Regions from separate parts of the Arachis hypogaea genome. Here region 1 is linked to region 2. Evidence: chromatin contacts called from public Hi-C data. All regions are on one chromosome and are shown on one strand. The core of a region is the stretch at or near the end of the contact, and the rest is flanking DNA. Distances in the headings are between cores, read along the strand shown. Region 1 holds the start of LOC112733790 (ras-related protein RHN1). Region 2 overlaps LOC112733780 (a long non-coding RNA gene).

Evidence for each region. A called contact is a pair of places that touch in the nucleus more often than the background predicts.
Region 1: a contact with region 2 is called in a Hi-C map of an unstated tissue, with 5 times the contacts expected there. The contact joins the promoter of LOC112733790 here to the enhancer-like site in region 2. A contact is called at or near these places in 4 of 8 Hi-C or Micro-C datasets (leaf and an unstated tissue).

Annotation. Positions count from the first base shown.
Region 1 is chr13:134,041,203-134,047,042 of arahy.Tifrunner.gnm2.J5K5, reverse strand. LOC112733790 (ras-related protein RHN1) reads left to right here and starts at 2,762. Exons shown (of 7, transcript XM_025782876.3): 1 at 2,762-3,331; 2 at 3,449-3,526; 3 at 4,021-4,188; 4 at 4,998-5,046; 5 at 5,639-5,712. The coding sequence starts at 3,293. It overlaps LOC112733789 (probable polyamine oxidase 4), which reads left to right. Exons shown (of 10, transcript XM_025782875.3): 5 at 1-87; 6 at 194-279; 7 at 365-467; 8 at 782-879; 9 at 1,269-1,698; 10 at 1,788-2,270. The coding sequence ends at 2,102.
Region 2 is chr13:133,953,447-133,959,189 of arahy.Tifrunner.gnm2.J5K5, reverse strand. It overlaps LOC112733780 (a long non-coding RNA gene), which reads right to left. Exons shown (of 2, transcript XR_011870027.1): 2 at 4,969-5,743. Among protein-coding and RNA genes, the nearest start is that of LOC112733780, 4.0 kb to the right of the region's middle. Within about 2 kb of position 4,174, at least 2 of the 3 cell types and tissues checked have open chromatin away from gene starts, as enhancers often do.

The sequences.
Region 1 (5,840 bases), core at 1,513-4,012, 89 kb before region 2:
TATATGCTGTTCAACATCAATGGTCATCAAGTTCCACAACAGACAGTTATTGAAGTCGGAGACACCTTTAAGAGAATACTAGAAGAGGTTGATTTTTCCACTTTCCTTAATATGGTTTTTGGTTTTTCAGTAAAGAATGTGATTGTGAGTATCTTTAGCTGGAGCCTAATTGTTTCTTTGCTTGTGATAACAGACAGGGAAAGTGAGAGATGAAAATCCTGATGACATGTCAGTTTCCCAAGCAATTTCAATTGTGTTAGACAGACATCCAGAACTAAGGTACTTTTTAGTATAATAATATTATCTATGGCTATGAGTTTGAAACTTGAAGTTATATGAAAGTAACTGGCAAAGCTTTTTGCAGGCAACAAGGACTTGCCCATGAAGTGCTGCAATGGTTTATATGCAGAATGGAAGCTTGGTTTGCTGCTGATGCGGATATGATATCACTGAAAACCTGGGACCAAGTAAGTGCCATCGTATATTAATATTAGTTGAAGGATAAAAAATATCTTTTTTTCGTAAAGTTAGTTTGCCACCTGCCTTTGATTAGATTGGATTAGATTATTATTGAATATATGATGGAGTTCTGTGAGTTGAGTTTGATAGTAGAAGCCTAAAAATGTCAAATTTTTGTAAAATTGACATAGATTGTTTCAGACCGATCATTATATAATGTGCATTGGTTGTTTTTATATTCTATCTGAATGCAAAGATCAACTTAATACTAACTAATATCCAAATATGCTTACTTGGTTACATTTTATTTTTCTGATTATAGGAACATGTCCTAACCGGTGGCCATGGACTTATGGTGCAAGGATATGACCCTATTATAAAATCTCTTGCAAAAGATATTGATATACGCTTAAACCACAGGTATGCATACAAATCCCATTTTTTCATGATTCCATGACAGGACTTGCAATAAGTAGGGAGAGAAGAAAAATGTTTTTTGACTTGGAGAAATATTAGGCAATGGAAAATTTGAATATGTTGCTACTTTGATACAAAAAGTAAAGTGGATTTTTTCCGCGCGCTCTAACTTGGTTCTAGAATTAGATTTTCTGCTAATTTGAAATATGTTGTTTTACAACATATTTCACAAGTCCTTTTGCTAGCTCTTTTTAGACATGTGACAACGTAATCTGGGGACTTGTATGATTTTCTTTTGAATCTGAGACATTGGTAGCATTCGGTAGCAGAATGACCGTTTTACCATCTATAAGACACAAAGTTTTGACCCTTATGCAAACTTCACTATGTAGGGTGACCAAGATATCCAGTGGTTACAATAAGGTAATGGTTACGGTCGAGGGTGGTAGGAACTTTGTTGCTGATGCTGCCATTATAACCGTTCCTCTTGGAATTCTAAAGGCCAATCTGATTGAATTTGAACCAAAACTGCCCGATTGGAAGGTTTCAGCCATTTCGGATCTTGGAGTGGGCAATGAAAATAAGGTGGCCCTAAGATTCGACAAGGTGTTTTGGCCTAATGTAGAACTCCTGGGCATTGTTGCCCCAACCTCTTATGCCTGTGGCTATTTTCTCAATCTCCACAAAGCAACAGGTCATCCCGTTCTCGTCTATATGGCGGCTGGCAGGTTTGCTTATGACCTGGAGAAACTTTCTGATGAATCAGCTGCCGAGTTTGTAATGCAACAGCTCAAGAATATGTTCCCTGATGCTTGTGAGCCAGTAAGTTCATTTCTCATGTTCTCATACATGCTCTCCTCTTTGCACTCTATTGCGGGAGCCTGATAAACTGTTTTGTTGGATGATTGCAGGTTCAGTATCTCGTGTCACGTTGGGGAACAGATCCAAACTCTCTTGGTTGCTACTCATATGATTTAGTTGGAAAGCCAACTGACGTGTATGACAAGCTTCGTGCACCATTAGGTAATCTATTCTTTGGTGGTGAAGCTGTGAGCTTGGATAATCAGGGATCAGTGCATGGAGCTTACTCTGCTGGTGTTATGGCCGCTGAGAATTGCCAGACACACATTTTGGAGAAACAAGGCCAATTGGAAAAGATCCCTCTTGTCTCTCTCAGGCATGAAATGCTTGAAACTTCTATTCCTCTTCAGATTTCTAGGATGTGATCTGTGACCAATTGAAAATAATAAATTAACATTTCTTGTGTATGATAACACCCTTTCGTCTTATCCTGGTTTGTTGAACATAAGGATTCCTTTAAGTTATCACTTCCCGGATCAATTCTGTGTACTTATTTGGTTTGTGGTCGTAGTCATTTGGAATTCTGTCTAAAATCCATCACTTATTATTTTTATTATTGCTACGTATACATCTCTCGAATTTAATTATAAATTAATATTTAGCAAGCAAACTAAATTTATAGTATTTATAACATTAAAATAATAGAGGAATAAAATATGAAATAAAGTATATTGTTAGATTACTAAACTAAGAATTAAATTAAATAAATTAAGTTAATAATTAAGTGATACGTAAAAATAATAAATTTTGATAACTCTTAACATTTTTTAAAATAATATTTTTTGAAGCGCTTTAATTACAAATCACACAATGCATGACGCATCCACGAAGCTTCCTTTGAGGTAGCTGGTCAACAACACAAAACATATGCTCAATGGAGCGGATACTATGCCTCTTATGGCTTCGTATTTAAGCGTATGATTTAGCTGTCGCATATAAGCCTGTGCATTGAAACTTCCATCTGTGTCTCTTTTCTAAACAGTAATGGTATATTTCAGTGGCAGTATAGCCATTATTGCTATCCAAATTGAAATAAAATTAAATTGGTGGAAGATGGTAGCAGTCAAAGAATCCTATATATATTCTCCACAAGAACATAACAGGCAACACTAAAGGGATCGAAATTTTGGTTGTTTCTTACGTAGTTACGTACCTTATGGACTTGCCCAATATATAAGCAAAACCAATTTTTGCATTTGCAATTTGCATGTCACCATCAACCTACAGTCCCACACCAACCGTGTAAATAAAATAAATTAATTTTCTTTATTTAATAAAATTAAAGCCCAAAAGAATTCTGCCAAACGACAGAAAACAAATAAAACGAAAGCGTTTGGACGCCGACGCAGCAAGCAACGAAGGAAACAACCCACCGTAAGCGAAAAGCAAATAAACTTATTATTATTCAGCGGAAGAGACATTCTCTCTTTCTATTTGTCTCTTTTTTATCATTCCAAATCCTCAGCGTATTCGCGGAGTACAAAGCTCGAATCTTTTGGGTATTGGGTCGTAGGTTTTTCTCTCCGATTTGCCGATCGATCCAATTCTCATCCCAATGGCTACGATCGGCCACAACAATCTCAATGCCAAATTGGTCGGTCCTTTACCCTTCACCTTCGTTCTTCGCTCCATCTCTTTCCCGTTCGATAATTCCCTTGCTTTTAATTTAATTGTTTAGTATTTTTAATATTCTTAATATATATGTCATCAGGTTCTCCTCGGGGACATGGGTGCCGGAAAATCCAGTCTCGTTTTGCGCTTCGTCAAGGGTCAATTTCTTGAATTTCAGGTTTTTTAAACCCCTTTTTTGTATTTCCTCGTTTTGGAGTTGGAAGTTCTAAAATTTTAAGGGTTTCCTTGCTTTATTTGCTGAAGTTTGTTGGGTTTGTTGATCACGGGCATTTGTTTCGATAAATTAGAAGTGGGTTATTCGTTTTGAATCAAATCTTTTTTTTTTTGGGTCCCGGGGGGGCTACTATGATGGAGCTACATCATATATGGGAATTCCAGCTGGTTGCGAAAAGCTGAAGCTCAATCTGATCACGAAGGTTATGATAGTTGGTGGCTACTGAGACCAATTTGCTATCTTTTTGAAACTGAAGATAGTAGCCGAGAAGAAATTAAAAATTGGGATGTGAACGGGAGAGATTCAGAGAAGATATCTTCTCCTGGTGATTGTGTCAATGTTGATGGTTTTAGGAGCTTTGATTTTGTGACAAGGCTTGAATGTACAGAAGGTGGGGATCATCATACTGAATTTTTGTGGTTTTATTATTGTCACAGGAATCAACTATAGGTGCAGCGTTCTTTTCTCAGACATTGGCTGTCAATGATGCGACAGTGAAATTCGAGATTTGGGACACAGCTGGGCAAGAGAGATACCATAGCTTGGCACCCATGTACTACAGAGGTGCTGCTGCTGCTATCATTGTCTATGACATTACTACCCCGGTATAATACCCTTTTGAATACCTATTTAAGTTGTTAATATTTGGTCTACATCAATTAGCTTTTTCTGGCTTGTAATTTTGTGCTGATACTTCTTTCTTGCTTATAATGCATGGTAGGTCTCAAATCACAACTTTGTTGTGCTCAATTAGGTGATCAAGATGCCCTTTCTGTTGTATTTGTTAGATGCTGGAAATGTGTTTTTGGATTGAGGTTTAAAGTGTCTAAAATATGATTATCCTTATATCTTTACATTCCCCTGAAAAATAATAGTAAGTTTGAAAACATTCTGACTCTGGATTGTATGTGTTTGGTGTATACATAGTCAAATGCTGTTTTACAGTATTTCCATAGTTTCCAGAACAATCCTTGCCATGAGATTGCATCTTGCCTTTTAGACATTATTATATGCATGATGCTTCTTAATAGGAAACCTGTTTGTTTCTTTTTGACCCAAAGTTTACACAAAACGTTGTAGCATAATAGTGATTGAGGTCTATGCCATACCTTAATTTGAAACTAATGACTGATCAGAGGTTATTTAATAGATTTCATTACAAGGCTTGTGAAATTTGGTAAAGTATATGGTTGTAAATCTTGGTTGTTTATATTTGGAAGTTTGTGCATGTATGAGCATATGTTTGTAGGAGCTTAATTTGTGCAAAATATTGAAGATCAGTATGATGGGTCAACTTCATATTTTCCTTAAATGAGTATATCAAATCTACCAGCATGATTGTGTCCTTTGGTTTATTTCAGAGGATTGATAATTTGCTTCTAACAATTATACTGCCTCTATGTTTTACATGTAGGACTCATTTACGCGAGCCAAGAAGTGGGTCCAAGAGCTTCAAAAGCAAGGTATTAGTTAATTGGTTCTAAGGTTTTCTTATGCTTTTCTATATTGGGAAGTAAAGGTATAAATTACAAATCAAGATTGAACTAGGTATAAACCATTTAAAATGTTATTTTGATGCAGCATATTTGTGAAGAGTCCCCCCTAAAAACACATTCTTGAACTTCAATAATTTTATTTGTTTATTTATTTTTTTCCTGTTTCTGTTTTTATTGGAACTTGTGGATAGAATAAGTTAATTGTTAAATGAAACTCTGGAGTCATGCTTTACAGTAGAATAACTCATACATAAGACCATTGTGCATGAGATGATGTGAGAATGATTCTGTATCCTGTGAGTGAGAATATTGTGAACAGAAAAACTTAGAAGCCAGACACACCCCTTCCATTTAGAATTTATCTAACAATGTATGCTGGATATAAAAAAAAATAATGGTCAAAATGATTGTTGAGAAAATAACACTTGAGGCTTTGCTCTAAATTATTATATATTTAACAAGCGCTACCTTTTGTTAGCCGTTCTCTGTTAAACTTAGTCGTTTGGGGATTATGGCAGTTGTAGTTGCTTAAGTAGCTTCTCAAATAATGTACTTACAGGGAATCCTAACATGGTCATGGCTCTTGCTGGTAACAAAGCTGACTTGGAAGATAAGAGGCAAGTGACAGCTGATGTAAGTATCGTTTTCGTATATTCCTTTTATGCCATGCTTGCTGTATAAATTTTTGATATTCTTAACTTTGTGGCAAACAAAGGTTAAAGAAAAGAACAATAGGAGACTACTGATTCTGGTCCTAAACT
Region 2 (5,743 bases), core at 2,925-5,424:
ATTTGACGTATAGCATGGAGAAGAATATCCTTACCAGAATATTTGGCGCCCACCGTGGGGTCGAGCCTCGCTTTTTAAGTACTGAATTGACGAGTATTTGCTTTTCTTGTACCTTTTTTTCTTTCTCTTCGCAGGAACACGGCCGAATCATGACAGATCACTCGGTAACCCCGCAGCACAACCTTTCTAATGCCGAACTCTTGGCAGCTAACGCAACCTTGTTAGCAGAGAATCAATGTATGGCCGAGTTACTGGCGACAAGGCAAAACAACGATGATGAGGAGAATGACAAAAAGAAGGCCAACAACAATCCCCATGGAGACCACCAAGCAGAATCGAATGCGAAAATAGGGGAAACGCCTCCGAAAGGGGAAAGACGACGAATAGGACCTTTTTCCAAAGAAATTATGGATTTTGAAATGCCTAAAAATTTTACTCTTCCAATGACATTGGCGCCGTACAAGGGGATCGGAGACCCTAAAATTCATGTTACAAAATTCGAGTCTATGATGTTTCTTAACAGTGACTCCGATCCCATCTTGTGCCGGTCATTTCCTACCTTTTTAGGCGGTGCCGCGTTATTGTGGTTCTCTAATTTACCCGCAGGTTCCATTTCGAGCTTTGACGAATTTGCAAAGCTATTTATTAACCATTTTGTAGCTTCCAAAATCTATGTAAGAGATTCCGACCATCTCAGCACAATCAAGCAGGGACAACATGAAAGCTTAAAGGAGTACATGACGCATTTTACAGAAGCAGCCATGGAGACCCCTGACCTTAATTCAGAAGTACAGCTACACGCCATAAAGAGTGGACTTCGGCCCGGAAAATTCCAAGAAGCGATAGCAGTGGCAAAACCAAAGACACTAGAAGAGTTCCGAGAAAAAGCAACAGGGCAAATAGAAATCGAAGAATTAAGAGAAGCTTGGAAGAGCGAAAAGCCACCTAGAAGAGAAGAAGAAAAGTCTCACCGACCCCAAAACAAAGATTTCAAGAAATCATTCAAGCTAGCACCAAAGTTTGATTCATACACCAAGTTCAACACAAAAAGAGAAGACATAATTAAAGAAATCCTGCACAACAAGCTGATAAAACAGCCGAGTAGAGCAGGTTCATACCAGGATCAGAAATATGTAGATAGAAGCAAACACTGCGCCTTCTACCAAAAATTTGGCCATACTACAGACGAGTGTGTAGTGGCCAAAGACTTGTTGGAAAGATTGGCAAGGCAAAGCCTCCTAGACAAATACATTACCTCTAGGAAACAAAAGGAAGCAACAAGAGACACAAAGAAGGAAAAAGAACCATGGCATAGGTCGGTGGAGACACCTCCCTCTAAGGGAATAATAAATTACATTTCAGGTGGCTTTGCAGGTGGCAGAGCAACTACCTCGGATAGGAAAAGAAATTACTGAGCCATGATGACGATGGAAGGATCTCGTCCAGGTCTACACACTTCGGCCCCAACTTCCCGTATTGCCTTTAGCACGGCCAACTTCAAATCATCTTGTCCGAACTTAGATGACCTGGTCATAATTTCAGTCCATATGGGAGAATTGAAAGTAAAGAAGGTCCTGCTAGATCTAGGGAGCAGTGCTGACGTCCTATTCTACTCAACATTCCAAAAGATGCACCTCAGTGACAACGCATTGCAAATTTGCAACCCTCACCCGGGGAATTGGTAGGGTTCTCCGGGAAAAGGGTACCGGTATCAGGTTATGTTTGGCTAAGAACAACACTAGGGGAGCCTCTGAGCTCCAAAACTTTAGACATTTAATTTCTAGTAGTCAATTGTGTTAGTCCTTATAACATTATTCTAGGACAACCATCACTTAATGCCTTTGGCGTCATCGTTTCGACGGTCCATCTTTGTGTAAAATTTCCTTTCCAGGACAACATGGTAGGAACAGTGTATGCCGATCATAAAGAGGCTAGGCAATGCTACAACGCGGGCCTAAAAGCAACAAAAAAGAAGAACATACCTCGGGTTCATTCGGTGTACAATTTAGAAAGCATTCCTACTTTGGCCGAACTGGACCCCAAAAGTAACAACAGTTGTCCTACACCTGTGGACGACCTAGAAAAGGTACAGTTAGGTCGAGACGATCAATTTACTAACATCAGATCTGCTTTCCTTGCAGGAAACAAAGAAGGTCTTATCGAAATATTGAAGGCCAAAGCCGACCTTTTTGCATGGACACCAGCAGATATGTCAGGAATTGATCCGAATTTTATATGTCACAAACTGGCAGTCAATCCTAACGTCCGACCTACAAGACAAAAGAAAAGAAACTTGGGGTCAGAAAGGAAAAAAGCAGCAAAAGTAGAAACCAGAAACTACTGGATGCAGGATTCATCCGGGAACTTCGGTTCTCCTCATGGTTAGCCAATGTAGTGATGGTGAGAAAGAGTTTGGGAAAATGGCGCATGTGCGTAGATTTCACCGACCTAAATAAAGCATGTCTCAAGGACTGCTATCCACTTCCGAGCATTGACAGATTGGTGGACGACACCTCAGGATTCCAGGTACTTAGCTTCATGACGCCTATTCAGTGTACAACCAGATACTCATGCACCCAGACGATGAGGAGAAAATAGCATTCGTGACCGATCAAGGCAACTTTTGTTACAAGGTAATGCCCTTTGGGCTAAAAAATGTAGGGACAACCTATCAAAGGTTAATGGACAAAGTCTTTAAAGAACATTTCTTCATTTTTTAATTTTTTGAAACTAAAATTAATTATCACTTATTTTTATTTTTTATCATTTCTTCATTTTTTAATTTTTTAATAGCGCAAGCTTGGAAACGCATCGTTAAGCTTGGGGGCTACTAGGTTCAGCAGGGCAAAACGAGATATAAGTCGTATAAAAGCTCAACTTGCTAATAAATAGATAGGCAAGTCAAGTTCGGGGGTTATGTATCGTACCATATAACTCGGAAGTAACGACTTATACCTCGGCCACGTCAGAAAATTCGAAATTGCAGATAAACATGACCTTATCACGTAAACAGTACTCCCCAAGAATCTCGGCTGGGGCTGAGATCCGCTCGACAAGCCACTGAACAGTTCAAACACTAAAAGCCTATAAAACGGCAGCAACATCAATAGTCTAACAGACAAGTCATACAATAGCAACTCGATTATATACATAAGTTAAGAGATTTTCTACTGACTTGACCGTCGGAGTCCTTTTTGCAGGTACCACGCTTGGGTCCAAGTTCAAGGAGGATACTTCAAACGACGAGCAAAGTCATCTCTTGCCGTCAACATCCAGGATCCGATGTATAGCGCAGAGAAGAATATCCTTACCAGAACAATATATAATTTAGTAATTATTTATTTTATAAAACTATAAATATGATATTTTTTATATAAATTATATTATTTCTTTTCTAGTATTGGTATATAGATATTGTTTTCCTTTTTTTTTTTTTTGTCCTTTACATAAAACACACACACACTAGGGGTGTTCAAATTCAAATCGATCCAAATTAAACCACTCATTCAATCCAATCCAAATCGAAAACCGATTAAAACCGCACTAATTCGGATTTGATTGGATCTTATTTTTTGTAAACCGCTGGATCGGATCGGATCAGATTTCTGATCTACTTTTCACAACCGATCCAATTCAATCCAAACCGCACAATGTATTATAATATTATTATTTTATTATTATGTTTACAATTATACTTATAACATATTCACTTTGTTATATATTTTTATATTTTTCATGTATTATTATTATTTAATAGATGTTTTATGTTCAAAATGTGATTTATTTATTTATTTTAACTAACCTATAATTTTATTTTTATTCTTATGTTATCGTTGGTTTTTTAAGATATTGTTAAGACTTGCTATGTCATTGTTGGTTATTTGAAATTTGATGTTAAGACTTGTTATATATATTTAATTTTTTTAATTTACAAAATCGCAAATCCAATCCAATCCAAACCACTCGAAATTGGATCGGATCGGATCCATTTTTTTTAAAATATCATCCAATCCAAACCGCACCGCAAGTAAACATAGTGTTTGAATCGGATGAGTTTTTGAACACCCCTAACACACACTACTACCACATGGGTTCTATATCCTTCACTCCAACCCTGGTTCATCTCTGCCATTTGTCCAAGTCTCAGCTGCGCTTCTCTTCTTTTTCTTTCTTTCGGCCATGGCTCGTCTTCGTACAAAGGATCTCATTTTTTTTTTCTTGAACTGAAGAAAGTGAAAGTTTGAAGTAGTGCGACCCATCAAATTAAAAAGGAACCATGTTTGCCGTCTGAGGCCTACATTTTAACTTGACTTTGGATTTTTGGATTACCAAAAACAGTTAAGGCCTGGTAAATGGTCCATCAGGTCGAATATCTGGCCCTTTTAAAAAATAATGTTTGCACCAACTTAGATTGATCAATGCGTGGAAAGGAGCAGCGGTTGCAGATTGGGGAAGGAGAATGCATCCAGTGCCGGGTCCAGTTCCGGGTCGGGTCATAGGGTTGGGGGTTTCCGATTTCTTTTTTGTGGTCTGGGCTTATCTGTTAGCCTGGACCCTGACCAAAAAAAAAAAACTTAGATTGATCACATGTAAGGCTTTGGTCTACTGGTCATTATGTATACTTAACAACAAATACACCCGAATTTAGAAAAACAGATTATTTTTTATCCTGCTAAATTAAAAGATACAGTAAAAAACAGGAAAAATGTTTGTACTTAAGCCTTTGATTAATAACATTCAAAAATATTTTTAATAAAGCCTTTGACTAGTAACATTTAACTCTTTTGTAATACCAAAAAAGAAAATTCAACTCTCTTATCTAAACATTTAAGAAGGATCGGAAATGCTTGATGTCCTAAAGAAAAAGACAAAGCGCCTGATGACCTAATGAAACTGGATGCAAATGATTAACCAAAAGGTTTGAGTACTTTTTCGGAATGTAAAAGTTTTTATAAAGAGATTCTTATCTACTGTATGAAATTTCAGTCTATTTAAATGAATTAAATTAAACTTTTAACAATAAAACTTGAATAATGACTATTCAACCTGAATGAAATCTAAGAAATATAAGTAAAAAGATAAAAAAAAAGTTTTAGTACAACCAAAAGGATATAAAAAATGCATACTTAAATATTTCACTCTAAAATATCCACTAATTAATTATCTATCAGACACTAAGAAAACTAATCCTAACAGTAAATACAGTATTTATTGACATCAGAATAACCATAATCTTTAATTCTCTATACACTATACAGAATCTCAAAGAGATAACGTCTCCATCTCTGCTATTGGAAGATTCAGCTCCATTTGTTCCTTAGGCAGCAAGTCCACTTCTCTTGTACCATTGGTAACCCCAGAAGCAATTAAAGGAAGGAATTTGCAGCAATTGAAGTTAATTCCTGCATATGAGTAGTTGCAGATTGTTCTCATAATTCCTGTATCAAAATTGTAAGAAACAACAGTTCCTGGAATCTGCAAATATATGCTCCGTGCTTGTTCACTATAACCAATTGGTGAAATCTTGTAAGGTTCCCAATCAATGAATCTGCCATAAAAAAATTGGTACTTTGAGATAAATACTTCATGCATGATGCTTTGGACTAGTCTCCATCTAAACCTTTTGGAATCAATGCAAGCATAGTATGTTCCAAGAATATCATCTTCCTTGAGAAGATCCCAAATGTGGAAGCCATCAAAATCGGTGTAACAATAGTACACTCGACCACCCGATTCGCATAAA